Linked DNA regions of Rattus norvegicus: region 1 is linked to region 2. A link is a contact called in public Hi-C data. All regions are on one chromosome and are shown on one strand. The core of a region is the stretch at or near the end of the contact, and the rest is flanking DNA. Distances in the headings are between cores, read along the strand shown.

Region 1 (6,845 bases), core at 614-3,113, 540 kb before region 2:
GTGCCTTCACACAGAACATGGGAATCAAGAAACCGGCAAACACGTGGTTTCAAAAGACCCTGTGAATGTGCACACCTGGGTGAAAATCCACATAAACTATCAGAAAAAGGTTTCTCCTCCTCCTCTTCCTCTTCCTCCTCTTCCTCCTCCTCTTCCTCCTCCTCCTCCTCTCCCTCTTCTGATGTTGTCTTTCTTCTTACTTCCCACCTCTCCCCCAATGTTTACTACTGAACATCAAGCAGAGGAAAGGATTTAACTTATGTTTTCCAGTATGTAAACCAGCTGTGTCCAAATAGCCTAGGTTAGCTGACCATAGCCATTGTCTTCTTGTCCAGATATCATTCACCACTGGGTTGACAGCCTTTTGCTTTATGAAGACAGCATTGTCATGTACCCTGCCTGTCACGTCCCCTAAGCCAGTGTAGAAGTTTCCACTGAGCTGTTACTTGTTCCCTGTTGCTGCAACAGGTTGTAATGAGAACGAGGCAGACCATTTGGACCGGGACCAGCAGCCTTACCCACCTTCCCAGAAGACCAAACGGATGCGAACTTCTTTCAAACACCACCAGCTTCGGACCATGAAATCCTACTTTGCCATCAACCATAACCCAGATGCCAAGGACCTCAAACAGCTTGCTCAAAAAACAGGCCTGACCAAAAGAGTTTTGCAGGTAAGACACATCCATCATTGGCTTTGTTTCTATCTCCTCCCTTTCCCCCGGACAGCGACTAGTTCTCTTCCCTAATCACTTGGATATTTCCTATTCTGCTTCCTAGTCATCTCCTTCCTTAGCGATCTTCCTACAGGGACTTCCTGGAGGGAACTCAGGGAGGCATCCAGGATTCACATTCTCCCTACAGACAGAGAGGTGGGCTCCAAAGCCTCATCGTTTTATACATGGCGTTGACTTTATCTAAACAAGTTTTGCCTGTAGAGATATTCACTCAGGCGGGGTTTAATGTGCTAGTTTCTAAGGAGCTACGGTCCCATATCCACAAACTCCCGGCAGCCTACTCATATGTTATGCCTTTCCACATTCAGGCGGCCCACCCCTCGCACTTGAGAGGTCAAAAATAAGGTTAGTACCTCAGTGAGCAGTTGGACTGGGAATTTTTCCATTTTACCAAGTCGTAGTTAAAACGCCGGAGTTCTTCCTGGTGTTGAATTGCTTCCCCAGACTTTTGGGAAGAATTATAAAGTTATACAGGGTTGCCATGAGTGACCTGCCATCTCCCTCTCCTCAGTGACCAATAGCATACATTTTCTGCTCTCCAAAATCTCTCTGGAAGTTTGGGGGTCTGTGACTGGGAAGAATTTTATGGTTTTACAGCATTTGTCAGGTGACAGACTAGCCAACAGCTAAACTTTTTGGTGTTCCTTTCAAGTGAGTAGTCCTACTTTGAGACACTTTTAGTGACCATGATTTTCCCTATTCTTTTGAGGGATGGTGTATTTCCCCCTAGACTCCATGTTTTTGTTTCGGTGGTATCTCTGTTCCAGCATCAGTTATCCCAAGTGGCACATTTAATTCAGGAATATGTAAATTAAGAGCGTATAAATTTATTCTACTACTGGAATTAGTTTATTTTGAAAGAAATAAAAAAAAAGTCCACTTTCTTTCCAAGAAAAAGAAAATGATATCTAAAAGGAGAAATAGAGGAAAAAAAAGAAAAGGAGGAAAAAAGGAAGAGAGAAAAGAACTTAAAAAAAATCGATAAAGAAATCAATTGGGATTGGTTTGCAGGTTTGGTTCCAAAACGCACGAGCCAAATTCAGAAGGAACCTTTTGCGGCAGGAGAATGGGGGTGTTGATAAAGCTGACGGCACGTCGCTTCCGGCCCCGCCCTCAGCAGACAGCGGCGCTCTCACTCCACCCGGCACTGCGACCACTTTAACAGACCTGACCAATCCCACTGTCACTGTAGTGACAACTGTGACCTCTAACATGGACAGCCACGAATCCGGAAGCCCCTCACAAACTACCTTAACGAACCTTTTCTAACATTGGTTTTTTTTTTTTTTTGTTTTTGCTTTTGTTTTTGTTTTTTTTGTTTTTTGTTTTTTTTGGGGGGGTTTTTTTTGGGTTTTGTTTTTTTTAAAGGATTCTTCCTCTTTTTATTATTATTGTAATATTATTATTTTATTATTTACAAGACTTTTTTTTCCTTCTTCTAACCCACAAGATATTTGGGGAATAAAATAGCAGCTTGGCGTGTAGCATCTACACCCCTTGGCTATGAGCTTATAGTATTGTCGCTTTTAAGTGAACAAATTTGGTCTCCAGGATGTATTTGACCTTTTTTCTTTAATCAGTTTTTTTTTTTTTCAGTTGGTAAGGGAAGATTTTGAATCAGTCTAATAAGTGCCTCTTAAAATTTTATGTTACTTATTTCCAGAATCTCGAAGGGAAAAAAAAAGAATGCTATTAGGATGGGCAAATTATATTCCTGTTCTTGTGATCAGGTTATTAAGCAACCATATACTTAATTGTTTTTTTAAAACCTTACAATTAAAAGTTTTTATATTAAAAATTTTTTTAAAAAAAACCAAATATATTATTACTGTTTTTTTTTACCTTGAACTACTAATTCGAGTGAAGAATATAATTAAACAAAAACATTAATATCAATTTTAAATGATGATTAGCTGGGTGGGCAGTCTAACTCAGGAATGTGACTTCCTGCTGTTAGAGTTGTACAGCCCCCCTCCCAACTCTTTATTGCTTTTCAAAAACAAAAATCTTAAAGTCCCTGAAAAGTTACACTTTAAAATTTGAAATTTTATACTTTTGACCTCCCAAAACACACACACACACACACACACACACACACACACACACACACACACACACACAAAGAAAAGAAAACTCATCCAGTCTCTGAAACTATTCTTTCTACCTTTCTGTTTTTTTCCCTTGAGAAATGGAAATAAGCAAAATATAATTTTTTAAGAAGTAAAATTATTGGCATAATTTATTAATAATTAATTAATTGGCTTCAGCTGTACCATGACATTGTATCTGGCATTCTAAATAATGTCTTTTCCTTGTTTCTTCCTTTCTTTTTTAAACTGACTTAGTAAACTAACACCAACAATGAGAATTATTTGGTTTTTCTTTATTTTATTTTGGCATAGGTTGACGCATGTCTAAAATCCTTTTAACATTACAGATGTGAAGTTGTGACTCTTAAAGTAGACAAACTCAGAAGCCTTGTGGATGCCAAGCTGAATATATTTCCTAGTTTACAGTAGCATTCTTTTCCTTTTAATTTAAGGTGAAATCTTAACGGTCTGGGCAGTGGTGAATGTTCATCTCTCTGCTTCTGTTGTAGTTTAAAAACAACAACAACAACAACAACAAAAAAAAAAAACAAACCAACTAGATTGTGGATTTCCTAAAACAATAAAAGAAGAAGTCAAGATCTATGTCTTGCTTTAGTGGATTGTTAAGACTAACTTTGCACATGCCGTCCACTTTTTTGCACCCCTTAAATCTCCTCTGGTGGTCGAAGTGGCTATTTAATAGATTTTTAAAGGTGCCCTTCTGGTTGTATAAGTGTGTGGTTACCTATCGACAGTTCACTGCCCACATTGAAGTGCATTATTGTAACTCTTGCTCAGGGTCTTTAGAAAATTAGCACAGAAAGTAGCTTATTTTTAAAAAAAAAAAGATGATGGAAGAGAAGTTAACACTGTAACAGAAGAAAAGTGTGATCGCCATTATATATTTAGCAAGTGTGGTCATCTTCTATGGAGCTTAAATCTTGACCTTTCATATTTCTCTTACATTTTGGGCATTTACCACTAACCAGACCAAACAATCTTGGTAAGGCTGAGATCTTATATAACACACTTTTACAGGTAAAATATCGACACATAAATTTTGTTCTTTGGCAGAACAATATATATATATATATGGTACTACAGGTCTGCTTTATTAAGTAGACAGACTTTAACTCAGTTCTCCTATGTGCCTTATGATATAACTTGGAAGTAAGTTTGTGAGAAATCAGGATCTATGTGTGTTGTTTGTTAAATTAACTGTTAACCCTTTCGGCACCTCACTAGTTTTGTACTGTTTTACCTCTTATTTCCGAAACTCTTTTTATGGTGTATCCTGTTAGAGGGGACAAACATGTCATAGAAAGCAGTTGTGCACTCTTTCAAAAATAGTTGATAAATTCAATAACCTTATATATTGAGCTTCGTGTTTATAGTACAGTAAGTGGTCTAGCAAAATTGTCCATGTTCCTTTGTTTATTGATAAATGCATTGTATAGAAACTATTTCCCCTAAATATTTATGGACCAAACAATTGTGATATATCCTATTAAATTTGTGTGAATAAACCATCTTGAATCTAAGGAGTTTTATTTCCCATCAGTTTTATTTAAGTTTCACTTGGATTAGTTTGTTTTCAATATCTATGTGTAAAAGCTAAGAAATAGCAGCTCCATTAAAAAAAAATTTAAACGGACAGATAGTTCTTAGGTTTCCAAACTTCTGATTCATATCAAATGCACACACCATTGTATATAAAAATCTGACTCAATCTTGAAATACTCTTAAATATTCGTGTTTATAATAAAAGTAATGCCCCACTGATTTGACTCAGTTCAATTTCTAGAATGAAAATAAATGAGCAGATCTGTAGTTGCATGAAAAGAAAACTTAAATATGATTAAGATTTAATATCAGGTCTATTGAGCACAAGTGGATGTTTGTAAATCTAAATAGAAATTGCAGACCCCTAAAAGCCAAGTTGCTCTGTAGTTAATAAATTGTCACTATGATTTTTTTTCAGGGAGAACAAATCTTGGGGCATTACAGCCAAACATCCCGACGTTTGAAAATTCCCTAAAGTATTAAAGGAAGGGGAAAGATTTGATCGGAAATCCACTGCAGTGAAGACAAAGACACTATTAGGTTATGATAATCATACATTAAAAAGTTTATTGAACCAAAAGAGAGAGAGAGAGAGAGAGAGAGAGAGAGAGAGAGAGAGAGAGAAAGAGAGAGTGAGACTTAAGTGTCATTTATTGAATGTTACCAAAACCTGTTCTTTATGATGTCTGACACCAACGAAGGCTTAGCCTCATGTGGTTTAACAAAAGAGCGAGAGAAACCATGTCTAAAACCAGAGCAAGCCGGCATTAATATGCCCTCCCCACATTTGGAAAAAATCATTACCGAAACAATACCACACATTTGTCAAGCACAATAACTGTAAAATAAAGTCCAAGAAAAGAAATCCATTTCATCTGCTTGCTAATGTGTATCAGTCCTACCTGTTAACGGCATTTTTCCAATTGTAAATTCAGAGAATAACTTTTACCCTTTAATGAGAGGCTAGGGATGAAGCCAGTAATTTTCGTATTATTGTCTATACTTCCTTTCTAAACAGAAGGCTCTGCATGCACATTTGCATCTGTTACCTCTAGTGTACACCTCTGTAATGATGACTCTGCTGTTTCCTGTATGATAAATAGCTTTCATTAATAAACATTTTATTTGATGCAAACATAGTTAACTTTATGTTAAGCACATACCGCTGAAATTAATTTTGAGCACTGTCTTAAAGGGGCAGGACAGTAGTATACTTTTAATTTGTTATGCCCGGGGCGGGGGGAGATCCAGACTAGAGAATGAGGTGAAATTATTTTTTTTTAACTTTTGATGGATTATTTTCACTTACTATATTTAGTTGACACATGGACAAAAATGAAATAGTAAGCCCAACATTACAACAAAAATAAACATCAGAATAAATTACTATGTAAAATTTCAGCAACCATTTTTAGAGGCTAGGGTAAGCATTTATAGATTCTCTGGGAGTTTACATGTTCGCTATGCAATGAGCAGATTTATTGAAGCATACAAGTATATTCTGAGCTCTGACGTTTTGTTCTTTGTGTAGTTCAGGGTGCACAAGGCATCAGAAACAAGGGACCAATGGGAAAGAAGAGCATCTATTTAGGGACGAGGCTTTTTTTTTCCCCCCACTGTTAAAGGGACTACTTGAAGGAAGAATTTTTGTAAAGCTACTCTTAGCTGTATATCCAAAGCAAATGTTAAGCAAGTTAGCATGTAGAACGCTTTCCAGAAAAAAATTTCCTTATGAAATTTTTATTACATACAAATAAACCGTATGCGAAGGATGTAAGTTTTACGAATGACAGACATTAAAAAATAATCTCACTTGTATTCATTGTCAGAATTTTGAATGTTTTCTCAAACACTTTCACTTCCTGAATGCTAAACAAGAGGGGGGAAAAGTTTCAAGGACAGGTGCCAGCTTACTAGCAATGCTCCCAGAATGCACCATGACAAGCGGACTACTTTGAGTGATCATGGACCACGTTGGTTTTTGTCAGTCCCTTGGATGCTCGTGCGTCTTCAGACTCTCTTGCGTGGCGCTAGCAACCTGAATGGATTTTTCCAACACGTTTGCAGCCAGAGTGTTGAAATCTTGGTCCTGGAAGCTTTGCCTTCTTTTCCTGATCTGTCACCTAGAGGGTGGTTTCATTTTGAAATATTTTGGAAGTTCGCCTGGTTTTGCAGACTTTTAACTATTTGTCTGGTATGTGAAGTGTGGGGAGAGACCAAAGAAAGAGAAAGAACGTAGCTGACATTAGACATCTGAAAAAAATAATACAAATTTGAAACAGGCACATTAAAAAAAAAAGAAGGAGAGAAAAAGAACACTAATTACGTGCGAGGGAAGAGGAAAAAGCACGTGAAGCAGACTTGGAAGGTCCAGCACACTTTCCTATGATGGACGACAGTCTTCAGTCTGGGCAACTGCAAATTTAGTGTTTGGCATGGAAGCCTGAGGACATTTTAG
Region 2 (6,999 bases), core at 312-2,811:
GTCTTTTGTACACCGAGCTTCAGGAGGGATTTACAGGACACCCCGACGAGCTCTGGATTATGTGCTTGAGGGGAAAGACTAGTGAAAGTTATAAGACAGGTCAGCCTGAGCAATCACCATCCCACAACCCTGAGTTTTCCATGCCTAACTTCTCTTTCCACACTCCGGGGTTTGGAAGGAAGTCACCAAGCACAAAGCACAGGGAAAGAGAGGTGTTTGAGCCCTACGCTCTGTGAGGGTGAGATCTGCTCTCTCTGAGACTGCTCAGGCTTCCTAAACAAGAGACTATATACTTATTTCTCCCAGTTGATTCTGCCGGGAGGATTCACTGATACTCATTATACATTTTAGATTATGGAAAATCACTGTCTTTTGACCACCCCTCATCCACATAGCTAGTGCAGGTGCCGATGACAGAGACCACATTCCTGGCACATGGACAAGTATTCTTTTTTTTAAAGTTCTTTTTTTTTAAGATTTATTTATTATTGCCTACATGCATACCTGCAGGCCAGAAGAGGACACCAGATCCCATTAAAGATGGTTGTGAGCCACCATGTGGTTGCTGGGAATTGAACTCCGGACCTCTGGAAGAGCAGTCGGTGCTCTTAACCGCTGAGCCATCTCTCCAGCCCATGGACAGGTATTCTTAAACACTAATTCTGTAATTTGTTGGTTTCTTATACTGTTACTTTATCATCCGGAATGCCTTTGGTCACATTTTCTAGTTGATTTCCTGTCATTGTTTGACTCTTAACTTCGTGGCTGGCCTTAAATGTCAACTCTTACTCACTTCCTTTGGCATTTGGGAGTACATCTCTTTTTTACTGTAGTTACCGCGCTCTCCCGTGTTTGTTTGCCTGTTGGTCTTTGTGACTGTATTGTGAGGCTGGTGGGATTCCAATTATTTCTCTCTCCCCTCTCTTTCAGTTTGAAGCAATTGTGTGCAGAACATACTTGGTTTTAGGGACAAAGAATATGGCTGGCCTCATCAAATAGTTGAGTTCTACAATTATTCACTTGAGTCCTTTCTAGAGAACTGACACTTGGGAGTTGCCATTCATGGAATGTTTTGTTTTGTTGTTTGTTTGTTTTTGATTGATGTTGTTTTTGTTTTTTCCCTTCTTGCAAAGATGTTCCTTTTCTGATCATCAGGACATCCTTATACAGGAATATCTGTAGATCAAGCACTTGTCTAGTGACCGGCCGAAATCGAGGGCATGCTTTCTTGCCAAGATTATTCCCCTAGCAACTATGGTTTCAGTAGCAGACTGCCCCAACTAACTGGGCCAAATAGCTGGGGTACAAAAGAGGCAGACAGGAAGGAAGTCTAGCAATATAGATATTCACTTTTCGAGGCACAAAATACACCCTGTGTTGACACAAACAAACTGCCTTCGCCATTTTGACTGTCAAGTAGTCAGGAAAATATTTAAGTCAGTCTCGAAGCAGTCAAATTGGCCAGCAAGCCTGTCTGCCTCTCCCCTCCCCTCCCACTGTACTCTGCTTCCTGATTTCCCTGGCTTGTGTTTTAGAAGCAGACACGTCTTCTTGCCAGAAGAGGATGCTTTCTTTCTCACGGAAACTTAATGAAATAGCTGTTACATCATATAAATCCACTTCCTTAACAGTATGTGTCAGACTATCAAATCAGTTAAGGAAAATCCTCATCTTTTTTTCTCTTTGAAATTATGGATGGGGCTGGTCGGGTTCCAAATTCAGCGAGTTCATATCGCCATCTAGTGGTCAAAACAGGATTGTCTGCACAAACGAAGGAGAAAATTTTAATACTTCATTGGCTGCGAAAACCAAAGATCCAATCTTATTTGCTCTGCTTCAAAGACTCACTTGGCTGATTCTGGCTAGCGGTTTAGTTTCAGGCTACTTAGTACTCACAGTTAATTTGATATTATGTTTTGATAGAACACCAGGCTACTGACTGAAATTGTTGATTACAGTTTAGCTTGAAAACAAATCTCAAAACATAACCAGAAACAGTTCCTTTCCCCAGTATAAGGATAACATGTTTATCAAGTAAAACCAAAGACTGTGGATGGCAAATGACAATGTCTCGCAACTTAAGACGAAGTAAACGTCCTCCTAGTGGAAACAAGAGGAAGCGAAACTAAGACAGAAGCAGGGGCGCCATCTTACTCCTTGTTTCTGAAATAGTCTTGGGGTGTTAGGGAAGGAAGATCCAAAGCCAAAACTGTGCACTGAAGGGAAAACCACAACCCACAGATAGGAAAGATGCTTTGTTTCCATTCAAAGTGAGCAAGCCCAAGTCTGATTGTTTCAACCTTGGTTGTCCTCAGACCTTGCATAAAAACTCGACTGGTATTTTCAGAAATGTATTGGTGGTTGTTAGGTAAAATACCCACAGAAGCATTTCTGATGAAGGCACGGCCTGTGGGATAGTTGTAATTTTAGAACTGAATGCAGCAAGGTTTTCTATTTCTTCCTACACCGAGGAGGTGAAGGCAAGGCTAATCCACTTCCCTGCCGCACCTAGATGGATCTGGCGCTCCATTTTATGGCGTGTGGCAGAGCTGGTTCTGTCTCAGAACTTCCAGAGCACCGTGCTCCTTCCTTCCTGATGGCATTTTGCAGGCTTGGATGAGAGACAGGAAGAAAACTAGTCAGGATGGGAAACGGGCAAGAGGAGAGGAAGGAAAAAACACCCCCAAGGGACTCAGAGTGTCTGCCAGACGCAGGCTGTGAAGAACACTTTATGCAAAGTTTTAAACCAAGCCTTTTAACCCATACGGTTACAGTTCCCTACAGAAGGCAAAACGGATTGCCACTCTTGGCAACAACCTAGTTTAATGTAGCAACCCTAAACATACTATTATTAGTAAGTAAACTCTAATTTAAAAATACTGTGGAGTTGATAAAAATTCAGACAGAGATGATTTAGTAAATGAGCGACTTTGTTATTGGTTATACCAAATTATATAAAATCCAGTTTTTAAATTTTTTCCTTGTCTATCCTGGTTCATTTTTGGTAATTTTTTAAACATTGTTAATGATACAAATTTGTATTTTATAAATAACTTGCAACAAATAATTTGTACATAATTTTAATATGATAAAGTATAGGTAACATTTTGGGTTAATCCTTCTGGACCATTGACCTAGTGACAAGCAACTTTCTCATTATAAATGTTCTGAGGATGGCTACCCTCTGACAAAATCCATCACCTGCACACACACACACACACACATGCACACACATGCTCACACACTCACACACTAACACACACGTGCACACACACACGTGCACACACACACACACGCACACACATAAATACACACACAGATACACACACACATACACACACATACATCCACACACACGCACACACCACATGCACACATCACACGCACACACACATGCACACACGCACACACGCACACACACACACACACACACACACATGCCTCGGCAGCTTCATATTTCCATGGATGGAAAAGCTGGCTTAAAACTGAACTATTTATGACTTACTCTACCTGCACTTTGAGCTCTTCGGGCCTTATTGGTAATTGCTTACCAATAAGCAACTTTGGTAAACTGTGGTGCCAGAAGTGATAAGGTTCGTGCTGACAGCCCTGCCTGGCTGCTGCTGGCTTCTGCAGTGTTCCTTGCCCTGGGCAAAGAGCTCCGCAATTGCAAGAGAGAGGCAGTGCCACACACCCCGTTTGCCAGTTCGCATATTTCCCCACACTCACGCAGTATAGGTAGCTGTGGGCAGAGCTCGCAGCTTTGTCATTGTTTCTGGCTTTGAAGCAAGGGTTTTGTTTCGGGCCATTTTATTGGGTGGGTTCCTGTGGGCATTATTTTAAGTGCTGGAGAAAGTTATTTTTTCCCTCTGTTTTGGTTTTCTAATAACAACAAATCATGAATTAATTGACTGCACACAGAAGCTAAACAAAGGGAAATAATCCTTTGGGAATCAGCTCTGAAAAGGGGCTGGCAGCCAGAAGGCAGAGAACGTTTGCCACCACAGTTAGAAGAATGCCTGTTTGACCCGGTGTCATTTTCTGTCACCCAGGTTTTGTGTGCTCTGGCCTCTTGGCTTCGCTGGCACAAACCTAAGTCTGTCCTCACTCTGGCAGCCCTCGTTCCTGAAGTCTTGGTCCACTAGTGATAAAACTTCCCTCTACAGTAAGTGTCAGGCCTAGGGAGACTGGGCCAGGAGAGGACAACAACCACTGCTAAATGAACTGTGTGCACAGACAGCTGCACACAGCATTGGGGTTGGACTGGGAGTCTCTGAGGGAGCATTGGTGTTTGTTCCAGGACAAAAGCATGAGCTATGTCAGTTTGCATTTTTTTCTCCTGCTTTTCAGAAAGTACCAGGCGTGTCCTCTTAACACTTTCACAAGACATTAACAAAATTCTCCTCCTCCTCCTCCTCCTCCCCCTTATCATCATCATCCTCATCCTCATCCTCATAGTCACTGGGCATTTTTCCACATTCTCCTACTACAGCTTAGCACCATAAACATGAGAAACTCTGAGAGGCGATTGACAACCTGTGTAGATCGCACAGCCATAGTCTTTTTTTTTTTTTTTTTAATCATGTCAAGCCAGGAGAGGAAGAGAGAGAGAGAGAGAGAGAGAGAGAGAGAGAGAGAGAGAGAGAAAGGGAGGAAGGGAGGAAGGGAGGAAGGGGAGGAAAGAGAGAGACAGAGAGAGAGACAGAGAGACAGAGAGAGAGAGGGAGGAAGGGAAGAAGGGGAGGAAAGAGAGAGAGACAGAGAGAGAGAGAGAGAGAGAGAGAGAGAGAGAGAGAGGAAGAGCGGAAGGAAGAGTGAGAGTGAGGAAAAAGAGTGAGAGTCTCCTGTAGCTTTATTCACCACTTAACACAGCCATAGTCTTAATGGTACACGATTCACTTATAGCAGGTCTCCTACGGAATCAATTGTGTCTATTTTGTCCGTGAGTCCCACCTGCTATGATCCATGGCTATTATTAACTGGGCATTTTAACACGTGATTGTCTTTGCGTCACTCTGGCTTCTAGAAAAGTCACCCACCTCACCACAGCTGGAGACAGCGCAGCCTCTGGCAGCGTGTTCTGGACAGCTCTGTGTGGAATGAGTGAACTTAACTAAATATCCCGGCAATAGAGTAAAACAGGAAAAAAACAAAAAACAAAAAACAATGGGATTAAAATAGGCTGAAGCAGCTAGAGACGATGGCACACACGGTCCCATCCTCCATCAGAGGTGGCAAATCTACCACAAGCATCGCAATTGGTACCAACCGTATCTGCATGGGCACGGAGCCATTTCAGTCCGTATGTGTCAGGCTAAATGTTCTTCCTTAGTCATATATTAGATTTAAATTTTTTTCTATCAAAAATGGTCAATTTCCCCTTATTGTTTTTAATAAAAAAATGTATTTCCTTATTGCATAACAGAAATACTTACACGTTGATGCTAATTTGAAAGGAAATTGCAATCAGTGTTGGTTCAGCTCTAACTACGTTTGGCTTACTTTCATGTGTGCTGGTATCGTAGAACAGTAATGAATTGAGAACACATTCTAATGAACTGATTGCAGAAGGCTTTCACAGCACAGCAGGGAACCGGAGAAACATGCGGCAATATGAAGCGGGAGAAGATTACGTCCATTTTCTTTCTTTCTTCCCTTCCTTGATCTACCTTTCTTCTTTACTGACAAATTTGTGGAATAATCATTCACCCTAAAAATTTTCTCCCCGTTAATACATGCAACAGGGTAGGGAAACTTGCTTAAAATAGCAGGGCGGGGGCTGGGCATTTAGCTCAGTGGTAGAGCGCTTATCTAGGAAGCGCAAGGCCCTGGGTTCGGTCCCCAGCTCCGAAAAAAAGAACCAAAAAAAAAAAAAAAATAGCAGGGCGAGCAGAGGCGATGAGGCTGGTGTCTGCTTGGGAAAATGTGCTATCTTCTTGGTCACAGGTTTGCAGAGCTCTGAGTGTTACAAAGCAGCAGGGAAGCAAAAACAACAAACAGTAAAGCTTCGCAAATGCCGTTTGTCTTTGAAGATAACTGCTCACTGAAGATGGCCAGCAGCCTGAACTTAGCCTGCGTTCACCCAGGACAGTGCCAGCTCAAAACAAAATAATGGAGAACCTTGCCCAGCACAGAGCAGAACTCACACCCTGCACACACGGCAAAGAGGAACTATCGAGCAGAAATCCAAAGTATTTCTCTAAAATGCACCAGACTCAAAGTAGGTTTCTCTTCCCTGAGGGAAAAAAATGGCGTCCAAAATTGTATTGTGACTATAATTGTTGGTATATGTAACATGTTAATGAAAACACAATTTTTGCTTGGCTGGTATACACCATGGATTTGAGGTTTCTGTCTTGCTAAGTTCCTATAATGAAACCTTAATTCCCAACACGATGGTCTTTGATGGCGAGACCTTCATGAGATAATTAGTACTAGATGAAACCATAAGTATGGGAGAGACCCAATGATGTCACCGCCGTGTTATGTCTCTGAGGGGCCTTATGCATAATGAAATAAGTCAGAGACCAGCCAATGACTCTATGATCTCTACGTGGCTCTCACAGAACTAGCAACTACAAAGGTGCTTCGCAGAGGCTGAGGCTATGATGGGATGGGAAACGGAAGGCCCAAGCAAACTGTACAAAGTTCCACACAGCAGTTCTCAACATTCCTAACGCCGTGACCCTTTCATACAGTTCTCCATGCTGTGGTGACCCACAACTGTAAAATTATTTTGTTGTTACTTCATAACTGCAATTCTGATACAGTTATGAATCATAATGGAAATATCCAATAAGCATGCTATTTGATATGAGACCTCCCCAAAAGGGTCACAACTCTTAGACTGAGAACCAAGGATTAGAGGAAAGGACACATGTCTTAGTTATCTACTGATATCTGTGGTGGACAGTTACTAATAATGTATTGTGTATTTCAAAACCTCTAAAAGAATAAATTTTGAGACATTCTCATTAAGGACAAACATATGCAGGATTA

Evidence for each region. Hi-C and Micro-C count contacts between places; a contact is called where the count stands out from the background.
Region 1: a Hi-C map of the A7r5 cell line shows a contact between it and region 2, with 8 times the contacts expected there. The contact joins two enhancer-like sites. A contact is called at or near these places in 4 of 12 Hi-C or Micro-C datasets (the A7r5 cell line, the Rat2 cell line, Schwann cells and 1 more).

What each region holds. Positions count from the first base shown.
Region 1 is chr13:52,939,884-52,946,728 of GRCr8, reverse strand. It overlaps Lhx9 (LIM homeobox 9), which reads left to right. Exons shown (of 7, transcript NM_181367.2): 6 at 469-671; 7 at 1,746-2,008. The coding sequence ends at 2,003. Among named protein-coding and RNA genes, the nearest start is that of Lhx9, 18 kb to the left of the region's middle. Within about 2 kb of position 1,863, at least 4 of the 93 cell types and tissues checked have an H3K27ac peak or open chromatin away from gene starts, as enhancers often do. A contact at or near this core is called in the A7r5 cell line, where this site is marked.
Region 2 is chr13:52,402,558-52,409,556 of GRCr8, reverse strand. No RefSeq gene overlaps it. Among named protein-coding and RNA genes, the nearest start is that of Atp6v1g3, 44 kb to the right of the region's middle. Within about 2 kb of position 1,561, at least 15 of the 93 cell types and tissues checked have an H3K27ac peak or open chromatin away from gene starts, as enhancers often do. A contact at or near this core is called in the A7r5 cell line, where this site is marked.